2 separate regions of the Capsicum annuum genome follow, and region 2 is linked to region 1. A link is a contact called in public Hi-C data. All regions are on one chromosome and are shown on one strand. Each heading gives the region's core, a stretch centred on a gene start, on an enhancer-like site or on the middle of the called end of the contact. The rest is flanking DNA. Distances are from core to core; before and after follow the strand shown.

Region 1 (4,696 bases), core at 2,194-4,693:
CATCAGTGAAAATGTTCTGCTAGCCCAGGAAATTATTAGAGATATAAATAGGATGAACAAATTTCATAATGTGGCAGTGAAGCTGGATATGGCAAAGGCTTATGATAGGTTTCCTGAAAATTTCTAGTGGTGGTCTTGAGGAGATTTGATTTCTCAGAAAGAATGATAGATATGGTAGTAAGATTAGTGATCAACAATTGGTATTCAGTGCGTATAAATGGACAGTCCTATGGCTTCTTTCAATCTTCAAGAGGTTTAAAGCAGGGTGACCCTTTGTTACCAACTTTATTTATCATTTTAGTAGAAGTTTTGTCAAGAAATCTAAATGAACTGTTTAATGATATGAATTTTATAGGTTATGGAATTCCAAAGTAGAGCCCAGATATCAATCATCTGTCTTATGCTGATACACTATTTTATTTTGCTCTGGTCATACTTATTCAATCATGAAGATGATGGGAGTTTTGAGAAGTTATGAGGAAGCTTTTGGACAAATGATCAACCTTGATAAGAGTCTACTATATTTTCATGAGAAAATTCCTAACATTGTGAGTAGCAATATCAGAAGAATTACGAAAATCAGGCAAGGTAAACTCCCTTTTATTCACCTAGGCCGTCCTATTTTCTATGGGATGAAGAACAAAGGCCATTTAGAAGATTTGATCAAAAAAGTGATAAAGAGGATTCACTCTTGGCAGAATAGGTTACTTTCTTATGGGGGAAGATACATTTTAATTACTCATGTACTACAATCCATACCCATCTACACTCTTTCGGCTATGAATCCACTTGTCAGTGTCATCAATTAGCTCTACAAGATTTTTGCAAAGTTTTTTTGGGGTAATGCTACACGTTCAAAGAATAATTACTAGGTGAGCTGGGAGGCTATGTGCTATCCAAAAAACGAGGGAGGACTTGGTTTTAGATCATTACATGATATGTCAAAAGCCTTATTTGGCAAACTTTGATGGATTTTCAGTACTTCAACTTCCTCTTTATGGGTCTCTTTCATGTGGAACAAGTATTGTAAAAAATTACATCCTTTAATTGCTAAAGAAATTGGAGCCTCATATGTCTGTGGAAAAATAATTTCTGTAAGAGAGGAGATAGAGCACAATATATGGTGGCAAATTAAAGCTGACAACTCAAGCTTTTGATCTGATAATTGGACCAAACAAAGAGCATTATATTATGTGGACGATGAGGTTTTTTAATATGAGGAAGTGGATATCAGAAGTTTTATCAAAAATGGGGATTGGAATAGGCAATCACTTATATCAGTAATTTCTGAAGAAATGGTGGACCTTATTCTGTAAACAATGAAACCCCCTATAGAAGGCTTTCAAAATGATGTTTAATGGTGGATGGGAAATACAAATGGCCAAGTTACTGTCAAATCTACCTAGGAAAAAATTAGGAAAAGGAAAGAAAAAAAAAATTATGATTTCATTTGGAATAAAAGACTGCCTTTTAAGTATAATTTCTTCCTTTGGAGGGTGTGGATGGGAAGAATTCCAACTGATGATAACCTGAAGAGAATGAATATACAGTTGGTTTCAAGATGTTGGTGTTGTGATGTTAAAAAGGAAGAGACAATGACCCATGCTCTACTAACAACCTCCTTAGACAATAGGCTTTGGAGGTAGTTTGCTCATTTTGCAGGTATTCAAATGGAGAACATGCTGCTTCAGCAAGCAATTGTGGCATGTTGGACTAAGGATTCAAGTTCAAAACTGGCAAAAATTTTTAGAGCCATACCATCCATAATTATGTGGACACTATGGAAGAAAAGAAGTTGTGTCAAACATGGGAGATCCATGTCTTTTGCATAATGGTGTTACAAGTTCAAAAGGTCATTAAAAAGATGTTGAAAAACTTATTCCCATGGATTAAAATGAAAACATGGACATGGACGGAGGTAGTTGAGATAATGAGAGCTTACAAACCTAAGCTTCACTGTCATAAGATGAGATAATGAGAGCTCACACACCTAAGCTTCACTGTCATAAAGTAATGTGGTCAAAACCAGAAATTGGACAGCTGAAATGCAAAACAGATGGGTTAAGTAGAGGTAATCTCCTATGGTTTTTATATAAGAGATGACAAGGGAGATCTAAGATATGCTAGAACAAAATGTCAGGGGTTTTGCACTAACACTGTAGCTGAAGCAATGGCTATTACGAAGGCCTTGGAATACTGCCATAATGAAAATCTCAGGGATTTCATCTTGGATACAGATTTTTTAAGTCTTAAGAAAATGATGTTGAAGCTGTGGAAAATCACTTGGGAAATAGCAGAGATCCTGGAGGAGATAAGCAAGCTAATTCAGAATCAAAATGCTACAATCTTACATACATTCAGAGAGGGGAACATAGTTGCCGATTCATTAGCAAACGAGAGCATCGAAACAAAAGGTCATCAGGAATAACATTAATTTCGACAGCTACCAGAGAAAATAAGGAAATGCATAAACATGGACAAATACCAAATTCCTCAACTGAGAATCAAAACACGCAGAGTAGTTCAACAATGAAGAATTTATACAGATCATATGTACATAACACAACAACAACAACAACTTCAAGTCAACATTCAGGAATTAAAGATACTAATCAGAACAGAAACTGGAGAGAACCTGGTCTTGGTCAAAGACCATTTTCACAGAAGAACCATGGGTTGTAAATTGAGCTACCTAGAGAAAAGAATCTAAAGGAGAAACACAAAATGTGAGAAGCTGATAGACAGAAAAATATCAACAACAACCTCGGATTCAACCGATACACCACCCATTGGAGGAAGATTCGAAGCTTGGAGCTCCAACGGCAGCACTCCATCAACATCGATAAAGGCGACGTTAAACTTCAAAGAAGAGTACTAAGTACTCTACAAGTAGCCTTTTCAATAAAAATCAAAATTAGGAAACTTGCAGCTTCCAATTTGGGCCGGGTTATTGTTTTGGATCCGTTTTGTCGGACCATGGTCTTGTTTTGTCCACTGGGCTCTTTTATTAAATAAAATGGTCTAACCGACCAACAAAAATTCATTAAAAAAAATTATGAATAGTTATATTTTGAAATAAGACGTTGTTTAACTAAAGTACGATGTGCGAAATTAATAACGACAATAAATAATATGCACATACATTTTGAAGTTAAGATATGTCAAAAAAATAAAATGTATGACTAATTATTTAAATATATAAATAATTATATAAATGAATTTAATATTTAAAAAAGATTTAAAAGACTTGATTAGTCAAATAACAATTCGAGTTTGACACAGGAAAGTCAAAATTAGGTGTCAACATCTTTCTTCGTGATCACGAGCCCGCCACATTTTTCCTATGTGATCTTGACCAATGCTCCTCGTGACCGCAAAACTTTGCCTAGCCAAGTCTCTTTTCCCATTGTCCTTCATTCTTCTTTGCGACCATGGCACCCCATCCCACGACCACGAAGGGTGAATCACTGACATTAGAATCAGAAAAAATTGGTGCCTCATTTTATCCATTTTAGTGTCCAAAACATACACGAACCCCTCGAGATGCAAATTAAATATGCAAAATCAAACCTAAAACATGGTACATACTTGCCGGCCGGAACAGTCAAATCATCTATAAGGGGTCGTCCATGCACATATTTGACCGTGAGCAGCTTCAAATCTTCAATTGAACTAATATACTACTTAAGTGATTGAATTGTTGACGAGCCCTCGTTATTTTTCCAAAATATCCACTAAAGTATTAGATCACTATTTAGACCTATTGGAAGTAGAGCTGGGCAAAGCGTCGAGCTAGCTCGGCTCAGCTCGCATGTATTTAGCTCGACTCAACTCATTTTTCTAAAAAGCTTGACTCGTATCAACTCAGTTGTTAAAGTTTAGCCTGACTCGACTTGATCAAAGCTCGATCAACCTCTACTCGGTCAAAGCTTGACTCGATTGAGCTAGCTCGGCTCAACTCGATTTAAGAAATAATATCCATTAAATAGGCTCAATCACTAAGTACATTAAAAAGTTAACTTAGAATACTATGTTAAATTAAACATTATATAATTAATATTCAAATGCAAGTAAATTATAATTAAATTTTATTAAAATGTATGTAAATTTTTAACCACAGTGTAACTTAAGTCAAATATCATCAAATCAATTTAATTGATTTTCAATAATTAATCAGACCAAATATAATACATTTTTATATATCATTCCTTGATGCAATAAATTTAAGAATCTAATTATTAATGTGGTACAATTTGTAAAAGATCCAGCTTTGAAGTTCAATTATGTAGATTTTATTTCTAGTGATGAAGATTCTAGCTCTAATTTGATGCTTAGAGTAAACTTATTCTTACGTTAAATTTTCAATGGCATTTTAATTTAATCTAAGGGTGTTAAGTGGGCCGGATCGGGTCAACCCGGAACCGGCCCATTAAAATTAATCGGTTTGTGGGCCGGGCCGGGTTGGGGTTAAGTGGGGCGGGCGGGCCGGTTTCGGGTTAAACAGTAAATTTTTAAAAACAACTCTAACCCGGTCCATTTAACCCAACCCCGTCTAACCCGCCTAAATTCGGTCAAATCCGGTTAAAAAACTGGTCAAGCCCGATCAAAAAAATTCAATATACACTATACATACACACCTATATACATTTTAAATACGTTAAACAATATATATACATTATATATATAGCATATACTA
Region 2 (4,720 bases), core at 1,741-4,240, 580 kb before region 1:
TCGATCCAAATATTCGACGATGCAAATATATCAACCATTAACTTTCTTTTTTAATTTCCACCATTTCATTATGATATGAAAGACATTAATTTTCGTAAAAATCGATTGAAATATCAAAATGATCCGCCTATGATGAAGAAGTTATCGATTATTGCATCTGTAAAGAGGAAGAAGTAAGTTACAAAAAATCAATTTTCGTGACAATGCATGCGTTCTGATACATCATAAATTTTTACATGTGATTTTTGTTTCTTTATAGATATGATACATTCAATATATTGCATCTGATACATTTAATATACCGCATCTGATACATAGATTCAAGGCTAATGCTTTATGATACAGAATACAACATATATGTGATTATGGTTCAGTTTTATACTTGATACATGTAATATACTTATTATGATACATAGAGCTAATTTTGTCAAGATTTTAGATTTATATGATATATTCTGAAAATTGTATGTGAGTTTTAGTTTGTTTTACACCTGATACATTAAACATTATGAGTATGATACATAAGTATGAGATATATCATTACTTCTGATACGTAGTAAATGTTGAAGTTGATTTGTATTGTTTTTTTCATCCAATACATTCAACTTTATTTGAACTTTATTTATGTCCCAAAAATAATTTTAGATGTTTTAACTGAAGTTTCTGCCATGGATGACATCTTCAACAAATTAACAAAGCTCAATTAATTTATTGTTGCTTTAGAAGAAGAACTCAGAAAAATCGAAGCTTTCAAACGTGAACTGCCCTTTTGTATGGTTCTCCTAAAGGATGGTCAATTTTTTTCTTCTGTTTTTCCAATTCTCTGAATTATTTTAGGAATTTAATTATTTATTTATTGTTTTTTATTATTGTTACAGCTATTGAAAGGTTAAAGGAGGAAGCTTTGCAATATAAAGGGAAAGATAAAAGGCTTGTGATGGAAGAAATAAAGAGATATAATTGCTCAATTAGAACCGCATTAATTGCTTCAATATTTACTCTTTTATTGTTATTTTCCTTTTTTATAGTCAATCAGTTTGGGAGTTATGTATCTCTAAGTTATATATCCGGACCAAACTTATGTATCATATCCGGGATATTAAGTAATTAATATAAAAGTTGAGAGAAAGAGTAATTAGGTAACAGAGTGTTGGAATTTATATTGTTTACCCATATTTTATCAAACGATCTCAAAAGGTCTAATTTGCCATTGAGTTTAGCAATGTAGGAACCTTTTGAACCCCTTTTCTACATAATTTCATTTGATGGCGGTTAAATTTTGAACTACAGTAAAATTGTAGCTTCTTAACTACTGAACATTTTTTAAGACAAATATTATACCTTCAATAAGGAAAGAAATTAAAATCTAAAGGAGAAATAAGGCATCAAGTTCCACTAATCCTAGCTTTATCTAAAGTTGTCAATATGGGTCAGGCCTGCAGGGTCAATCGGTCCAGCCTGTAGTGTGATAGGATTGGGTTATAATTTTTACAACTTGTTTAAGAAAAGGGCTTTTTAACCCGGCTCGTATGATGCCTTTGGCCCGTGGGGCTTGAGCACTATGGGTTGGGCTGGCCAAACAAAAAATAATTAAAAAATAGAATAGAGTACTAAGAATAAAAAAAGGAGTCCAAACTCAAAATCGATTCGCACCATCACAGATATTTAAATATTAAATATATTTATAAAATATATAAATAATTAAAAATATAAAATACTAAATTTTTTAAGAAATTAAATATGTTTAATGAAGATGATATGGCGATATTGAATGCGACATAAGTGCCGTGAGTTTTTTGTTTTTTTTAAGAGTTCATTTTTACTTTTAATAGACTAAATATTGATATTTTTTTTTGTTTTATTGTGATCAATTAAAACAAAATCAAGTTAATATTGTTATTTAGCTTGTTATATTATTACTCATTAACAGTTTCGTTTGTTTTTTAACATCTTTATTTGATTTGAATTTGGTGTCAAAAGTTATTTAATTTCACAGATTATTAACTTTTTTTGTTAAATTTGAGACTTGATTAACAAGTAATAATTTCATGAAATATTATATTATAAATATTTATGCAATTAACAATTTAAAATTTATGTTAAAATTATAAAAATAATATATTTTGAAAAATGGGTTGGCCTGTGGAGGCCCGCACCGCACAATGTGATGGGTTGGGCTTGCTATTTTCTGGCCTGTGATATTGATGGGTCAACCCGACTTAACCCGTCAACTCCAAGACCTTTGTGAACTAGCCCAAATGGGCTGAGCCGGCCTATATTTACAGCTCTAGCCTTATCCCATATTTTATTTGGACCTTCAATTCTCTTTTCCTTTGCTTTGTAGCTTTATTCATGAAATGAATTAGATTAAACTCACCTTGATAGGTCGTTATCTTTAAATTTGTTAATTACCACGTGAATAAATCCAGTAAAAATAGTAGGAAAGGGGAAACACTTCTTTTAAGACCTTCTTGCCCTTCATGATTTCCAAGTGCTCTGAATCATTATTGTTCAATTTAACCTTCACGCACTTTGTTATACTAGTTTAAAAACCTGCCTCAATGTTTTTTTAATTTAATTTTCGAATTTTATTAATACAAAAACAAAGCAAAATAAATTGTTCCTACTTTGATGGATCAACCCATCATAAAATTTGAAAATGTAAATTGGGCTTATACAATTTCGGATAAAATACCCGGCCCAAACCTAATTGATTAAGACATATATAAGCTCCCCTATGGTGTTTTAATTCATTTTGTTGTCTTTTTCTCCGCCGATTGAGCTCATTTCCAGGTGAAAAATGGTGTGCCCTCCCCTGAATCTTCAATTTGTCTTGCCTGTGCTTTGGGTCATCAACATTTTGCCCTGGATCTTTGATGCTTGTACTATCTTCAGCTCTTAGAAGTAAGTATTTGTCCCTTTGTTTCCTTTGAATCTTACTATTCAGCTCAACTTCTCCGCTTTTAAACTTTTTTCCTTCATTTTTGCTTGTATATAGTTGAGTTCTCTGGTGGATGGGATGTTTCTTCTTTTTTGGTGCTGAATTGAGAGTCGTAGGTCCTTGAGACTGATTGCATGTCCAAGTAAGCTTTGATTTCTTCTTTCTGTCCTTCTTCTTTAGTTGTGGCTTCCTATTTACTCCCCTTTGCTTACAGATGCGGCCGAGAGGGAGATAACTGGATGCTTGGAGCCGCAAATATTTTTGAACTGCCTTCTGCTTCTCAGGTGTATTAGATGCATAGATGTCAATTGACCCTTTCCCCTTTACTAAAAGTCCTTTTTGATGGATGAATCTGTATAAGCTAGTCAGCTGTTGGGTTTTGTTATTGCCCTCCTGGATTGTAAATGTTTGCTTGTGATCCCTGGTAGTACTTTTAGCTGTAGCCTTCAGCCTTTTCATCATTTTGTTGATGATAATCTAATGTATGGACACTATAGCTTGTCACTGTTAAGTATCTTCTTTCCTTTAATTTCTAATTGCTGAAATGATGTTATGCTGAAATCCACTTTGTCTATTGCTGTATTTGTTAAATGATCAGCCAACTAATTCCCTTCCCTCATTATGTGTTGGAATTGTACCTGTTTGTCTTTCAGTGTTTCTCTAATATGCTCTATAGAATCTAGCAAATTCCATGGATATCTCCATTCATTAGTCAGTATCTTCAACATGGTAAGAGAATCCGTTTGAAAAATGACCTTATTGAATTCGGCTTGTCCGCAGTGAATTGCTGCTTTAAGAATAGCATATGCTTCTACTTTCATGTTTGTAGTATCAACTATCTTAGCTCCTTGTGCATAAATTACATCTCCTCTTTAATCATGGATACTATCAAGATTTCAATGGGTGGAAAAATTTATACATAAATCTATTTTTCCTCTACCTATAGTAGTTTTGAAATTAGTTTTGGAACCTGCTAAAACAAAGACAAAAATAAAAAATAAGTGACTTAAAAATCTCATAACACAACGATGAGTATAAAAAGCCTCAACAATCGAAAAAATTCAAGTAGTTAACGTGTCTTAAAATCTCTTAGCTGCATGAAATAAAGGAAGACGAAAAAAATGAAAATAATGAACGCAAAAATATAACTTGACTCAACATCAAAATAAGAAAAAATTTTAAAGTAGAAGACGCCAAATTTCTATGCTTCTTGCAAAATCTGGAAAATTATTTATAGAATTGTAGACATTTTTTATATAAGGTAAAATTCTAATCAATTTAGAATTATTAAATGTTATGATTTCTTACCTATATAATATAAGAACTTTAATTAATTAAAGACCTAAATAATGTATAATGTTGATTTTTTTTTCACAAAAAAATCCTAAACCATCTTCGATTTAAAAAAGAAAGTCCATAATAGAAGTCCTTAAAAATAGTTTCTTTTTTAAAAAAAAATCCTAGTTAAACATCACACGTACTACTGTATCTGGAAAACTTTTACTATATTAATATTTGGACAACTTTTGAAAAATTAATTTTTAATTGATTTGAGTGAAAGTTTAGTTTGAGTTGGTTTTAGTTGTGTATAAGTAGTGGTGGACGTTCAGTATTTTCAAAGTTCAGGTTTGATAATTTGTTAATCGGTATTTGAACGTAGATACCATATATCATACTTATAAACATCGGTTTGTTAATCGATAAATTAAACTTTTATTTTTGGTAATACCATATTAAAGTTGGAGATGTGCAAATGTATGTTTAAACATCAAAAATTAT

The links. A called contact is a pair of places that touch in the nucleus more often than the background predicts.
Region 2: a contact with region 1 is called in a Hi-C map of leaf, with 5 times the contacts expected there. The contact joins two enhancer-like sites. A contact is called at or near these places in 2 of 5 Hi-C or Micro-C datasets (leaf and placenta).

What each region holds. Positions count from the first base shown.
Region 1 is chr9:57,781,053-57,785,748 of UCD10Xv1.1, reverse strand. No RefSeq gene overlaps it. Among protein-coding and RNA genes, the nearest start is that of LOC107841532, 58 kb to the right of the region's middle. Within about 2 kb of position 3,443, at least 1 of the 5 cell types and tissues checked has an H3K27ac peak or open chromatin away from gene starts, as enhancers often do. A contact at or near this core is called in leaf, where this site is marked.
Region 2 is chr9:58,362,266-58,366,985 of UCD10Xv1.1, reverse strand. No RefSeq gene overlaps it. Among protein-coding and RNA genes, the nearest start is that of LOC124887327, 6.0 kb to the right of the region's middle. Within about 2 kb of position 2,990, at least 5 of the 5 cell types and tissues checked have an H3K27ac peak or open chromatin away from gene starts, as enhancers often do. A contact at or near this core is called in leaf, where this site is marked.